Linked DNA regions of Triticum aestivum: region 1 is linked to region 2. The links are chromatin contacts, called in public Hi-C maps. All regions are on one chromosome and are shown on one strand. Each heading gives the region's core, a stretch centred on a gene start, on an enhancer-like site or on the middle of the called end of the contact. The rest is flanking DNA. Distances are from core to core; before and after follow the strand shown. Region 1 has its middle 52 kb from the start of LOC123069203. Region 2 holds the start of LOC123069201 (ABC transporter D family member 2, chloroplastic).

Region 1 (6,541 bases), core at 998-3,497, 750 kb before region 2:
AACTGAACATGATTTAAAAACCTAAGAACATTTTTTGAAAAACAAGAACATTTTTTCATACATGAACAAAAATTTGAAAATAAGAACAATTTTTGAAATTTGTGAACAATTTTTTTGGAATTGGTGAACAAAATTTTAAAATGGGGACAACTTTTTAAATTCAGAACAAATTTCTTTTAACTGAGAACAATTGTGAAAAGGAGAACATTTTTTATATACATGACCAAACAGTTGAAACGGAAACTTTTTCCTAGTGCTTCGAACATTTTTTGAAGGTGCGAACATTTTTTATATAGGTGAACATTTTTCAGCTGCATAAACTGAACATGATTTAAAAAATAAGAACATTTTTTGAAAATTTTGGAAAAGAAGAACATTTTTTAATACATGAACAAAATTTTGAAAAATAAGGACATTTGTGAACAATTTTTTTGAAATTTGTGAACAATTTTTTTGAAATTTGTGAACAATTTTTGAAAACAGGCATTTTTTTAAATCCATGCCATTAATTTTCAAATTTGTCAAAAAATGAATAAAAATAGTTTGAACAATTTTTGAAAAAATAGGAACATTGTCTGAAAATTCAGAACAAAAATTTGAAAGCAGGAACATTTTTTAAATTTATGAACAAATTTTGTGAAATGGGAACATTTTTTGGATTTTTGAACAAAATCTGGAAAACAGAAAAAAATTGAAATTAGGATTTTTTTGAAAATAAACTTGAAAAGAAAAAAAGGAAAAGAAAAAAGAAACAGAAAAAAGGAAACTGAAAAAAAGAAAAAAGTAAAAGAAGAGAAATAGAAAAACGAAAAACGAAAAAGAAACTGAAAAAGAAAAAGCCGGTTCAGGAACCTTGTAAAAGGTTCCCAAAACCGGAAAAAACCGGCTGGAAACATCATAGAAGGTTCCAAAACCGGGGTCTGCTGTAACGCTAAACGGGCCGGCCCACTCGATCGCTCCCTCGCACCTGCCCTGTGCGAAGCGCCGACTGCTTGCCGCAACGAGCGTCCAATAGGAGTTCCCGGTTCCCTCTATGGGAGCTCCGATGCAGCGCTGCAGGTGCCGGTTAACAATCCGGCGCCTGCAGCGCTGCTAGCATGGGCCGGCCAGTAGCGTGCTGCCTCAGTTTTTTATTTTTTGTTACGAAAATAAAAATATGAAATCTAAAAAGGTTTACAGATTAAAAAAATGTTAACCCATTTATGAATTTTTTTTCATATTTTTAAAAAAGGTTCATCAATTTTGAAAAAACTTCATCAATTTGAAAATAATTTCATTCAAATTGAAAAAATGTTTATCCAACTTAGAAAAAGTTCATTAACTTTTTAAAAAGTTGATGAAATATGAAAAAAGTTCATAGAAATTAAAAAAAAATTCATGTATTTTTAGAAAAAATTCATTGAACTTAAAAAAGTTCATAAATAAAAAAAGCTCATACATTTTCACAAAGTTGTTCATCAAATTTCAAAACAGTTCATAAATATTAAAAAAAGTTCATCAATCTGAAAAAAACTTTGAAATTTTTAAAAAGTTCATAGATATTCAAAAAAGTTCACAGAATTTTTAAATAAAAAATGTTAACCGGCGCCTAGAAGGGCCGGCGCATTTACGGACGCCATAGGCGCCAGTTAACGAAAATGCACGTTAACTGGCGCGTGTGGCGCCAAATAGGAAATGCCTCCCTCTATCTCGCAGAACACAAGAAATAGGGGCGCCCGTCACCCATCGTGCTATGCGCCAAATAGGAGCACCCGGTTAAGCCTTGGGCTAATTTTTTTTTTTTTGAGAAATGGCCCCGGGCTAAATTCTTTTTCGTTTTATGAGAAATGGCCCTGGGCCAACAATTTGCTTTTTGTTTTATGTGAAATGGCCCTGGGCTAACAATTTTTTTTTATTTTATGTGAAATGCCCCCGGGCTAATGGGCGAGGCCTTTCACCGAAGGCGCACTCCTAGTCATCATCATCATGGCGGGGCTATTCTTTTGGGTTGTCGCCCGAATTTCAGGGTACGTACAATCGTGCAACGGCAGGCCTCTTCACTTTCTTCGCAGTTCCAACGGAGCTCGAAAAATTCTACGCAGGCGAGAACCCGGTGTTTCTCAAAAAAAAAAAAAATTTTGATAGAAAGAAAAAATGGGCAAGAACCGCGGTGGATGGCAGCTTCACGACTCCGTCCTCCACCATTGAGGAGCTGGCTTGGCAGCAGCATCCCTTTCACCTTATCTTACAACATTCGCACATTTCCCCGTAGTTTTCTCCAGGCAACTTCGTCTAGGATATTATCGGATGTGGACTGATCCTAGTAGGGATGGGATGGGATCACCAGAGGTAATAATGCCTTTCGGATTTATATCTATCTGATGAATCAAGCGCTCCTTGATTCATTCATTCACCGGTTGCGTGCCGGGGAAGGCTCTTGCAGCTGACTGGGCCCTCGCAGCTTTCGACACATAGGAACGTTCCAACTGCGAACCAAGCATCAAAAAGTCCTGTCGTGCTCTTGCTATCGACGGAGTAGCTGTCGACTTGTCATGGTCCAGTCTTTGGTTATCTGATGAAGGTGCTGTTGTTTGAAAGGCACGCAGGCTACTATGATGGAGTACTACAGCAGTGCAATGCCACAGACTAAATTTACAAAGAACGAGCTGTTCATGTTACCCAGAGACATACCTAGTTCGTTTAAAATTTTGGCGGTCTTACAGTACTTGCTAGCAACAAAGATACGAGGGTGTTGTTTTTTTGAAACGCGGTCCTTTAAGGAGGCCCGATTTATCAAAAAAAGAAGTAGAAGAGAGTTGTCCGGTAATTAACGGAAACCTGTGCGAAAACCGTTACAACAGACCCACAAAAAGGCACACAGCCGATCTGACACCTACAAGACCCCACATGACGTTGAGGTGAGGACACAGTCAAGGTTACCCGCAATGTCATCGTCGTCACCTCTCCCCGAGCAGGCGATTCCGACTTCACTATGGACGACCCGTCAAGACCTCGTTGAACAAACGACACACGAGGACCTCGAAGGCCAAAGCCAAACAATCGACTGCCGACGTCGAGGACAGGCAACTCCGATTTTGTTGAGCAAGCATAGGCACATCCATTGGCGAACCGGATTGCCGACATCAGAAGGACAAGCTGCGACCCAGCTCTGCACGCCGCCATCATCGTCGCCACACGAGTCGTAACACCTACCACTCGCATCACCGTTGGGCACTAGCCAACCGTGATGTTGTGCACGTCCAGCCCAAAGGAAGTGCAGAGCAGGATCACCAGTCTTCAAAGCAACGCCCCAAAGGAGGAAACGCCGTGAGGACGACGTCGTTGCCCGACCAAGACCGGTCTAAGCTTTCGCCTGAAGAACCATATCCGAGGGTGGAGCGAATCGAAGAACCCCACAATGACGCCTTCAAGAACAGGAACGACGCCCGCGGGCGCCGCCATCGCCGGCCGACGAGCGACGGGCAAGCTTGCACTCGGAGCATTCGACAACCACCCCCACGCAGCCGGCCAAAGCCAGTCCACACCTCCACTGGCCCGCACACCCCTGCATAGCAATTGCGTCGTCGTCATGCAGGAACCACCACCGCACCATCGGCCGCTGCACCGCCGCACAGTGATACGTTTCCATCGTATCTACTTTTCCAAACACTTTTGTCCTTGTTTGGACTCTAATTTGCATGATTTGAATGGAACTAACCCGGACTGCCGCTGTTTTCAGCAGAATTGTCATGGTGTTATTTTTGTGCAGAAATAAAAGTTCTCGGAATGACCTGAAACTTCACGGAGATTATTTTTGGAATAAATAAAAAATATTGGCGAAAGAATCAACCGAAGGGAACCCACACCCTGTCCACAAGGGTGGAGGACGCGCCCACCCCCTGGGGTGCGCCCTCTGGTCTTGTGGGCCCCCTGGACCTCCACCGACCTCAACTCCAACTCCATATATTCATGTTCGGCGAGAAAAAAAATCAGAGAGAAGGATTCATCACGCTTTACGATACAGAGCCGCCGCCACCTCCTGTTCTTTCTCGGGAGGGCAGATCTGGAGTCTGTTCGGGGCTCCGAAGAGGGAAAATCGTCGTCGTCGCCATCATCAACCATCCTCCATCACCAATTTCATGATGCTCACCGCCGTGCGTGAGTAATCCCATCGTAGGCTTGATGGACAGTGATGGGTTGGATGAGATTTACCATGTAATCGAGTTAGTTTTATTAGGGTTTGATCCCTAGTATCCACTATGTTCTAAGATTGATGTTGCTATGACTTTGCTATACTTAATGCTTGTCACTAGGGCCCGAGTGCCATGTTTTCAGATCTGAAACCTTTATGTTTTCATGAATATATTTGTGTTCTTAATCCTATCTTGCAAGTTATAGTCACCTACAATCGTGTTATGATCTAGCAACCCTGGAGTGACAATAGTCGGGACACTTCCCAGTGATGACCGTAGTTTGAGGAGTTCATGTATTCACTAAGTGGTAATGCTTTGGTCCGGTACTCTATTAAAAGGAGGCCTTAATATCCCTTTTGTTTCCAATAGGACCCCGCTGCCACGGAAGGGTAGGACAAAAGATGTCATGCAAGTTCTTTTCCATAAACACGTATGACTATATTCAGAATACATGCCTACATTATATTGATGAATTTGAGCTAGTTCTGTGGCACTCTATGTTATAACTATTGCATGATGAATGCCATCCGACATAATTATCCATCACTGATCCATTGCCTATGAGCTTGTTTCATATTGATCTTTGCTTAGTTACTTTTCCGTTGCCACTGTTACGATTGCTACAAAACTACTACCATTACTTTTGCCACCGTTACCGTTACTTTCATACTACTTTGCTACTAAATACTTTGCTACATATAGTAAGTCTTCTAGGTGTGGTTGAATTGTTAACTCAGCTGCTAATACTTGAGAATATTCTTTGGCTCCCCTTGTGTCGAATCAATAAATTTGGGTTGAATACTCTACCCTCGAAAACTGTTGCGATCCCCTATACTTGTGGGTTATCAAGACCTTTTTATGGCGCCGTTGCCAGGGGGCATAGCTCTATTCTCTGCTTCACTTGGGATTTATATCTATTGATCACTATGAGGAATTTGAAAGATCAAAGAACCAAGATTTTCCCTCAACTACGAGGGGAGGTAAGGAACTGCCATCTAGCTATGCACTTGATTCACCTTCTGTTTTGAGTAAATTGGCGACACCTAAACCTGCTATTGATTCTGATATGTCACATGTTATTGATGATGCCACTTCTGCTATGCATGATGCTTATGATGATACTACTTCTTTGCTTGATAATACTGTGCCACTAGGTGAATTTCTTGATGAACAACTTGCTAGGGTTAGAGAGAATGAAATTACTGAAACTGATGATATTATTGAAACCAAAGATTATGATTCTCCTCCTAGAAATGAATTGTGTGTTGTACCCGAGGGTTATATTATGGATGAAGAAACTGCTAGAGACTTTCTTGCTTGCAATAATGTCTATGATCTTAAGAATTGTTAGCTAAGCTGAAAGAGAAGTCTTTGAATGCTAGAATGCAATATGATCCCAAGTTTGCTACTTCACCTATCTGTGTTACTGATAAGGATTATGAATTCTCTGTCGATCTCGAGTTACTTACTTTGGTTGAATCTGATCCTTTCCATAGTTATGAATCTGAAACTGTTGTGGCATAGCTTACTAAATTGAATGATATAGCCACCCTATTTGCTCATGAGGAAAAAAATTCGCTATTACTATATTCTTAAATTGTTTCCTTTCTCATTAAAGGGTGATGCTAAGATATGGTTTAATTCTCTTGCTCCTGGTTGTGTGCGTAGTCCCCAGGATATGATTTACTACTTCTCTGCAAAATATTTCCTTGCTCATAAGAAACAAGCTGCCTTAAAGGAAATATTTAACTTTGTGCAAATTGAAGAAGAGAGTCTCCCACAAGCTTGGGGGAGGCTTCTCCAATTACTTAATGCTTTGCCTGATCATCCTCTCAAGAAAAATGAAATACTTGATACCTTCTATAATGGACCAACTGATGCTTCTAGGGACCACCTAGATAGTTTTGCTAGTTGTGTTTTCAGGGAAAGATCTGTTAAGCAAGATGAATTGCTATTGAATAATATATTGAGTAATCATAATGATTTGACACTTCCTGAATTAACTCCTAAGCAAACTCCAAAGAAAATGGGTATTCTATTTCTCAGTCCTGAAGATATGCAAGAGGCGAAGAAGTCTATGAAATAAAAAGGTATTAGAGCTGAAGATGTTTAGAATTTACCGCCCGTTGAAGAAATACACGGTCTTGATAATCCGACACAGGTAGTAGAGGTAAATTCTCTCTATAGATTTGATGAAGGTGATATTCCTAATAATAATTCTGCAGTCAATGCTTGGATGAGTTTGATAATGTTATTGTTAAACAAGAAAACTTCAATGCTTATGTTAAGTAGACAATTGAAACGTAATGCTTATATGGTTGAACACTTGAGTGATTATATTTCTAGAGTTAAAAATGATCTTAAGCTTA
Region 2 (6,589 bases), core at 3,089-5,588:
GTGAAGAACTCCAGATTTCGGGATGCTATCAGTAATTCCTGCAAAGATAACAAACAATGTCAAACATCAGACCATTCGCAAATATAAATTGTATCACAATTTTCTAGTTGAAGATAGAAGTATATAGAGAGCAAAGCTGACGCAGGGTGCCTGTTTTCAAGAATGGTAGTGAATTCCCTCACGGGAGTATAAATATAAAAGCACTTTGTTTTGGGATCCGGAAATCATCTTACTTTGGACACTTTTTTTCAGAAGTATACATGTTCCATTCTTGTCAAAGTCTAGGTTACAAGACATGTACACACACCTAAGAAGCACCGAAGGACACCTGGCCCCGCACTTTTGCACAAATAACCCCCAACAAAGAAAACTACAAAAAAGGATGTGGTTACTAGGTGCGGTATATTTTAGTACAGTGGCAGTAGAAGATTATGACTGTGTATGTAATACCAACATTTTACTACGGCATGATAAGAATATGTAGTATTGATAAATTTACTGTAAACGTATAAAGCAGCATATTAATGTGAAACGTAACCTATGTATACCACATCCAGAGAGACAAAGTTCTAGGCATTCAACATGCTTTTCTAGCTATGATGACATTTTATCTCGCTCGCCGATCTTGCTGACGCTGAGATTATGGCGACACCGCAACGTGTTGGTGGAGCAGATCTTGGACGAAGCAAAGATCTGGAAGTTAGTTGGCACTACGAAGCCAATGGCACGCACAACCATCTACTACGTTCCCGGTCAGAATTTTGGCTCGGGCTCTTATGCATGGCTTTGTGGCAGCTTCAGGCTGCAGTTTTCATAGTTGGTTGTTAGGCTTTTGGTCATGTTTTGGGTCATCATCACCTGTGGGCTGTGGCATTGTATCTTCTGAGCCTTCTCGACATTTCTTCCAATGCAAACATATACACCCTTTCAGTGTGTTCTAGAAAAGTACTCCCTCCGTTCACAAATGGAGTATAAGGTGTTCTAACTTTTTTCTGAATCGGATGTATATAGACACGTTTTAGTGTGTCTGTTCACTCATTTCAGTCCGTATGCAGTCCATATTGAAATATCCAAAACATCTTATATTTTTTAATGGAGGGAGTAATACTTTATTTCACCTGCCACAGTTATCATCATAGTTAACAATCTTTTAGGAGATCATAAAATCAGCACTGGATGTTATAAAACTACACCCAACATGATTCACTAATATGATTAGCAGTTTACAGGATTATCAAAGACAAGCAAAGCTTGATCTAGAAACCACTGGCGTTTTGCTTTCTGGTGAAATGCATTATAAATAAAAGGCCAAAGATTTTGAGAGAAACCCATCCAAATATCATAAAATTATTTTACAAAATATAAATAAGTGCTGAAAACAAACAAGCTGTTGGGTGCTTGTTGTTTATTGCAAGCTCGCCACTCTGCTCCATCCACTGCTTAGCAGGCTTACCTACTGATAAATGACCCAACGGTGGCTTTCGTAATGTCGGAACAAACAAGGAAAGTGGAGCAAAACAAAAGGGAATATAAGGCGATAGACAGGGTATATAAGCAATGCTTACACTTAGGTTTTGGTAAGCCCTCCTGAACCTATCCAACAGAAGTTGCAATTCATTTTCCTCACCGCCGTAAAAGGCAATTGATTCAGCATTTTCTCTAACACGGACAAGCCCGTAACGGAAATCAGCTTCTTTCTTTTCTTGCATGAAGTTCAAGTTGACCAAACTCTGTCAACACAAGCATGACCAACTATTAGTTACATGAATAATGAAAGAATGTGAACAATTATATCTATTTTGATTCAAGTTATAGATAAATAACGCTGGTAAAAGCCTTACCTTACCAAGGAAGACACTAATAGCGGTCCCTCCAAGAGAATAAACAATAAGAACAACGAATAATGGCGGATAGATTCCATAAAGGATATTGCTGAATGATACCAAATCCACGACAGCGTTGAGAAGTGTCAGGGAAAATGCAAGCGCAGTTCCAGTAAATGCACTTAGATCATCATTGATCCGCTGGTCTGGATTGTCTATTAGTGATTGAGACTGAATCTTGTAGAATGTTCTGTTCTTAAAGTAGCGCTTCATGTAATAACTTGTCATCCAAGATCGCCATCTTAAAGAGAGGGTTTCTCTTGCATAGTCCCTCAAGACAAAGAACTGTATAGCAGTGCAAGCAGGAGATTGCAAATCAGAACATAAGTCTATTATGAGGTACACTAGTTGGTGAATCTGAACCATGAGAAGCAAAGTAACGAATACAGTTCCTAATGATGAATGCTAATAGGAGCATAGCAATTCCAGACACTTCTGGGAACCAGTAGCAAGAGTAAGATCCTTGCAGCTTTAGTCCGCTAGTGCAGAGATCAAATGTTCAATTCTCTAGTACTTTTACTGGGAGTCCGGGACCTTTCGCTAAATGGGAAAGATAACCAGGTAGATTTTAGGTAAAACGTCAACAATAAATTTAGCTACAGCCTCTTAAACAGCTAGAAATATAAACATTGTGGTTCTAGACAACCCTGGAAGGGATATCTATCATGATATACAAACCACTGACACTTAACACAGAAAACCGCAGTTATGTCCCCTCTGTAAATACTAGTCATAGATTGTTAAACAGGATAGTGCACTGATGGAGAAAAGATTACTCATAAGGTAACATCATCCGATATTATCACTATTCATGTCAAGGTGCTACAAATAGCATCTTGAAGAGCAATACCTAAAAAAGGGCAGCAATATGCTCACCGGAACTCCTACAGCGAAACCTCCCAAGTAGTACAGCAGTTGCTTCGTAAATTGTTCCTGGTCCTTGTCTTGAAATAGACACCACTAAATATGTGTTAGCCAGTAAAAAGAGAAGATGATGCGCATCCACTTTGAATTATATGAAATGACACCTTCGGTTACACCCATACTGAAGGCTGAAACATAACTTCTTGTCTACTTTGGACATTGCAGATGACACCCAAAGATTCAACTGAGACATGTCCTCTTTATAAATAAGCTTGAGAATTTTTATGTGTGACTAAAAGAATTAATCCCTTCCTCTCCTGCCCCCTAATCTTTATCACGTGCACTGGCCATCCTAATTTTCATTTCAGAACACTAACATTTAATCTACCAGTTCGTAACAGTTTTAACGGAAGACGAAACATACCGGCGAGGGCGTTGTAGAAATCACGGCCCAGAAAGTTGAATCCAACGCTGATCCCTGTAGTCGCCAGCGTGAGCGCAAATACACCAGCAAGCTGCAGCCTTGCTTGGGCCTTATCCTCTGACCACCAGTAAGGCGCGGCAACTTTCCAGAATCTTCTAGCTAGCGTTTTGAGGTCTGTACCAGCTCTCTATCAGCATGAGATGAAGGAAATGTGCACTCATTAGCAACGCAACAAACAATAAACCAGCACAAGAGGCACCAGCATTTGCAGAGTGACATCATAATAGCAAGGCAGCCAAACTGGCACTTTGCTTATGGACGGCTAAAACAATGCAGATTGTACTGGATCTTATGGTCGGTTTCCTGAATTGTGCTATAGTCCCATCGCTCCGAATCCACCCGCTGAACTGCGAACCCCTGTGTGAGTGTATGGCTATTGCAAAATCTAACAATGCGGCAGGACGCTGAAGCTGTTATTAAGCTACTAAGTACTCCCTCCTTTCCAAAATAGATGACTCAACTTTGTACTAACTTTAGTACAAGGTTGGGTCATCTATTTTGGAACGGAGGGAGTAGAAACCAAAAGCTCAGAAGCCGGAACGGAAAAGTAGTAGGAACTGCAAAGTAAAACCATACTGGTAGTTGCTAAGCCATAATCACCTTGTCCTCGCCTCCTGGAGGACCAGGGGAGTCGCTGGAGGCCTCTCCTGCGGCAGCGGCGGCCGGGGGAGGGGCCGCCGCCCTCCGTCGCCCGCGGCGGCGCATGGCGGGGGGCACCACGGCCCGGCGGAAGGGGACGCCGAAGCGCGGCGACGCGGAGTGCCCGAGGCTGCGAGGCAGCGGCCGCGGAAGCTTTGGTAGTTGCGGATGAGGCGAAGTGGAGGAGAGGCAGCACGTGGGCACGACGAGTAAATGCATCTTCCTCGCCCACTTTTTAAAATCCTTTCTTCTCTCCCCGTGAGACGCCGACACCTCGACGAGGCCGGAGATGCTCGTGCCCGTCGTGGACCACGGCGGCGGAGGTGGGAGGCGGTACTGGCGGAGCAGAGACGTTACGGTTCACGCTGCTTCGAGTCCACCAGCGGGAGAGACGGAGGGGTCACTGACATTCTGGCCACCCAGGGATAGTGGCCCAGCTGCAGCCACCCGAACGACCATGCCCACCTCCGGGACGACGACATGCCGGGGAGGTGGCGGCAGCACCACACGCATCCTATCTTCTGAAAACAGAAATATAGCACGTACATAACGCAGCAGCAGTGGTAACAGAGAAGATTAATTAACTAAATAAACTCTTCTCAACATCTGAGATGTCACACGAAATGGTATTGCACCAACAACTGGACATTTTCTTTCCTTTTGGATTCCTTTTCTTTTATCTTCTTTTCTTTTTCTCATAGAGAAGAAAGCATCAATTTATTACAGCAATGAAGAATTTACAATGCCTGGCTGGCTCTGGCTGTGCCTGCCAGTTCTGTTTTTCTTTTATCTAGCCTGGGAAGCCCTACCTCGCTATCTAGCAAAATCCTGTGACTAAAAAAATAACAGACAGGTTGCATGCTGACGGCCATGCACAAGATGATGAAAGAATCTGGATGAATCTGGGAATGTGGCGCTTCGCCACTGTAATTGGGGTTGGTTAGTCCTTGTGAGCACTTCAGTTCATGTATCCACGGCAGTTAGGAGCTTTACACAGGCAGGGAACCTTGCGATCCTCCGACTCGTCCGGGTCAAATTTGTAGTCATACCTGCGCATCAGAGCAAGAAGCAGAGGGGTCAGAAAGAAGATCAACTGGTTGCAGGTTGTCGTGTACACTCTCAACGCGACTGAATAGAGAGAGGGGTTATGAAGCAGTACGTCAGTTCTTCTCCAGCTGAAACATCTCTCCTGGCAATCAGAATTATCTGGCTCTTGTTGTCGCCAACGCTCACGATCCTCGCGTAGCAGTTAGGCATGCACTGCAAACGCGAGTATATTGGTTGCCATTTCGTTGGTTCAAGAAGATGCAGCAGGTGTGAGAGCATGATGAAGGTTTACCGAGTGGTTAATTATACGGGCGATGTTTCCTCTCTCCGTAGCATCAATCACGACATCTTCGCTTATTTTGAACAGCTGCAGCAGCACAAAACGCAAAAAAAAAAATCACAACGTCAGAACATCAAACTACAGTTTTTATGTGATAATTCTAGTTGGTTCTACACTTAATCAAATTGTCATCAAGAAAAAATTGCATGGCGGTGATTAGTAACACCAGTTAAACCGTTATAATTGAAAGTAGAGAACCAACTAAAACAATACAAAAAGGAAAGCATAAAAATAACTCACGTAGCAGTCTTTATTTTCCTTGTGATATCGTGCTTCCCTCAAATCAGCAACACTACGTCTGACTTGGTCCCCACGATATTCAATCACCTGGCACAAGTTTGGTTAGCTGACAAATTAATAACAGATCCCTCACAAATGGGATGTATTTAAATAAGTGCTTCAATAACATAGGCATAAGCATTTTCATGGTAAAATTTTGAACTCTAGTGTGAGACAGAAAATGTACTAAAAATGTTCATGCTGACGATTCAACATGTATATATGCCTATAATTATGCACAACAAACCAATTACATCTATGAATTGGAGATAAAGCATTGCAGCCAATTATATTCATTAGTTGGAGATAATTCAATGCAACCACGTATATTCACCAATTGGAGATCAAGCAACCAAAAGTTATCTGCTGTAATCTAGACAGTGCACATTTAATCAAATTGCTGCCATAAATGCTACATGTAGCTGTTAAATTATGCTTTGTGACCAGACTAATGGTATGTCAGTGCATGTGCTTGATAATGTAGTTACTATGAGCACTGTTGAAGAAGAAGAAAATGTCTGCGGTGATTACCATTTGCCCCTCCTGAATTTTCGTAACAGCAAAGAGCCCCCATCCATGTACTCCAGATCGACCACAAGAGACCCTCTTATTCTCAGTTCTCTGAAATAATCAAACATATGTTTATTGGTTTGCTCATACAGCCTTTTAAGAACCACGATCGTTCAGAAAGTAAACCTGTAAATATTGAAGCCTTTCTTTGAACGTAGCAAAAGGTCGGTCGTCCTTCTGGTCCTGCTGACAAGGGAATAAGATGCATAAATGTTTCTAGCATTCAAATGTAAAAAAAAAAAGAGTGGTGATGCTCAGGACCAGGCAATTACCATGTACATGTTCAAAGCCTCAATCAAATCCTGAGAGTGGTGTCGGGGTCCCATTATTCGATGGGCAACTGCCTCTCCTTGTTGTTTCTGGAAAACACAGATAACTTAGTACTAAGGACTTGCTGACAAAACTAACAGAAATTAAAACTACACAGGTGTTAACATCACTTGCATTTAACATTAACCTAAGTTGGGCATAACAGTATGTCAC

What was found. Hi-C and Micro-C count contacts between places; a contact is called where the count stands out from the background.
Region 1: a contact with region 2 is called in a Hi-C map of leaf, with 4 times the contacts expected there. The contact joins the enhancer-like site here to the promoter of LOC123069201 in region 2. A contact is called at or near these places in 2 of 5 Hi-C or Micro-C datasets (both in leaf).

What each region holds. Positions count from the first base shown.
Region 1 is chr3B:171,190,652-171,197,192 of IWGSC CS RefSeq v2.1, reverse strand. No RefSeq gene overlaps it. Among protein-coding and RNA genes, the nearest start is that of LOC123069203, 52 kb to the left of the region's middle. Within about 2 kb of position 2,247, at least 1 of the 8 cell types and tissues checked has an H3K27ac peak or open chromatin away from gene starts, as enhancers often do. A contact at or near this core is called in leaf, where this site is marked.
Region 2 is chr3B:170,440,423-170,447,011 of IWGSC CS RefSeq v2.1, reverse strand. It overlaps LOC123069201 (ABC transporter D family member 2, chloroplastic), which reads right to left and starts at 4,338. Exons shown (of 10, transcript XM_044491986.1): 1 at 3,832-4,338; 2 at 3,172-3,358; 3 at 2,760-2,827; 4 at 1,842-2,168; 5 at 1,566-1,730; 6 at 1-38. The coding sequence starts at 4,089. LOC123069200 (histone-lysine N-methyltransferase ATX4) reads right to left here. Exons shown (of 22, transcript XM_044491985.1): 16 at 6,379-6,465; 17 at 6,233-6,292; 18 at 6,068-6,157; 19 at 5,498-5,584; 20 at 5,210-5,284; 21 at 5,030-5,130; 22 at 4,518-4,919. The coding sequence ends at 4,829.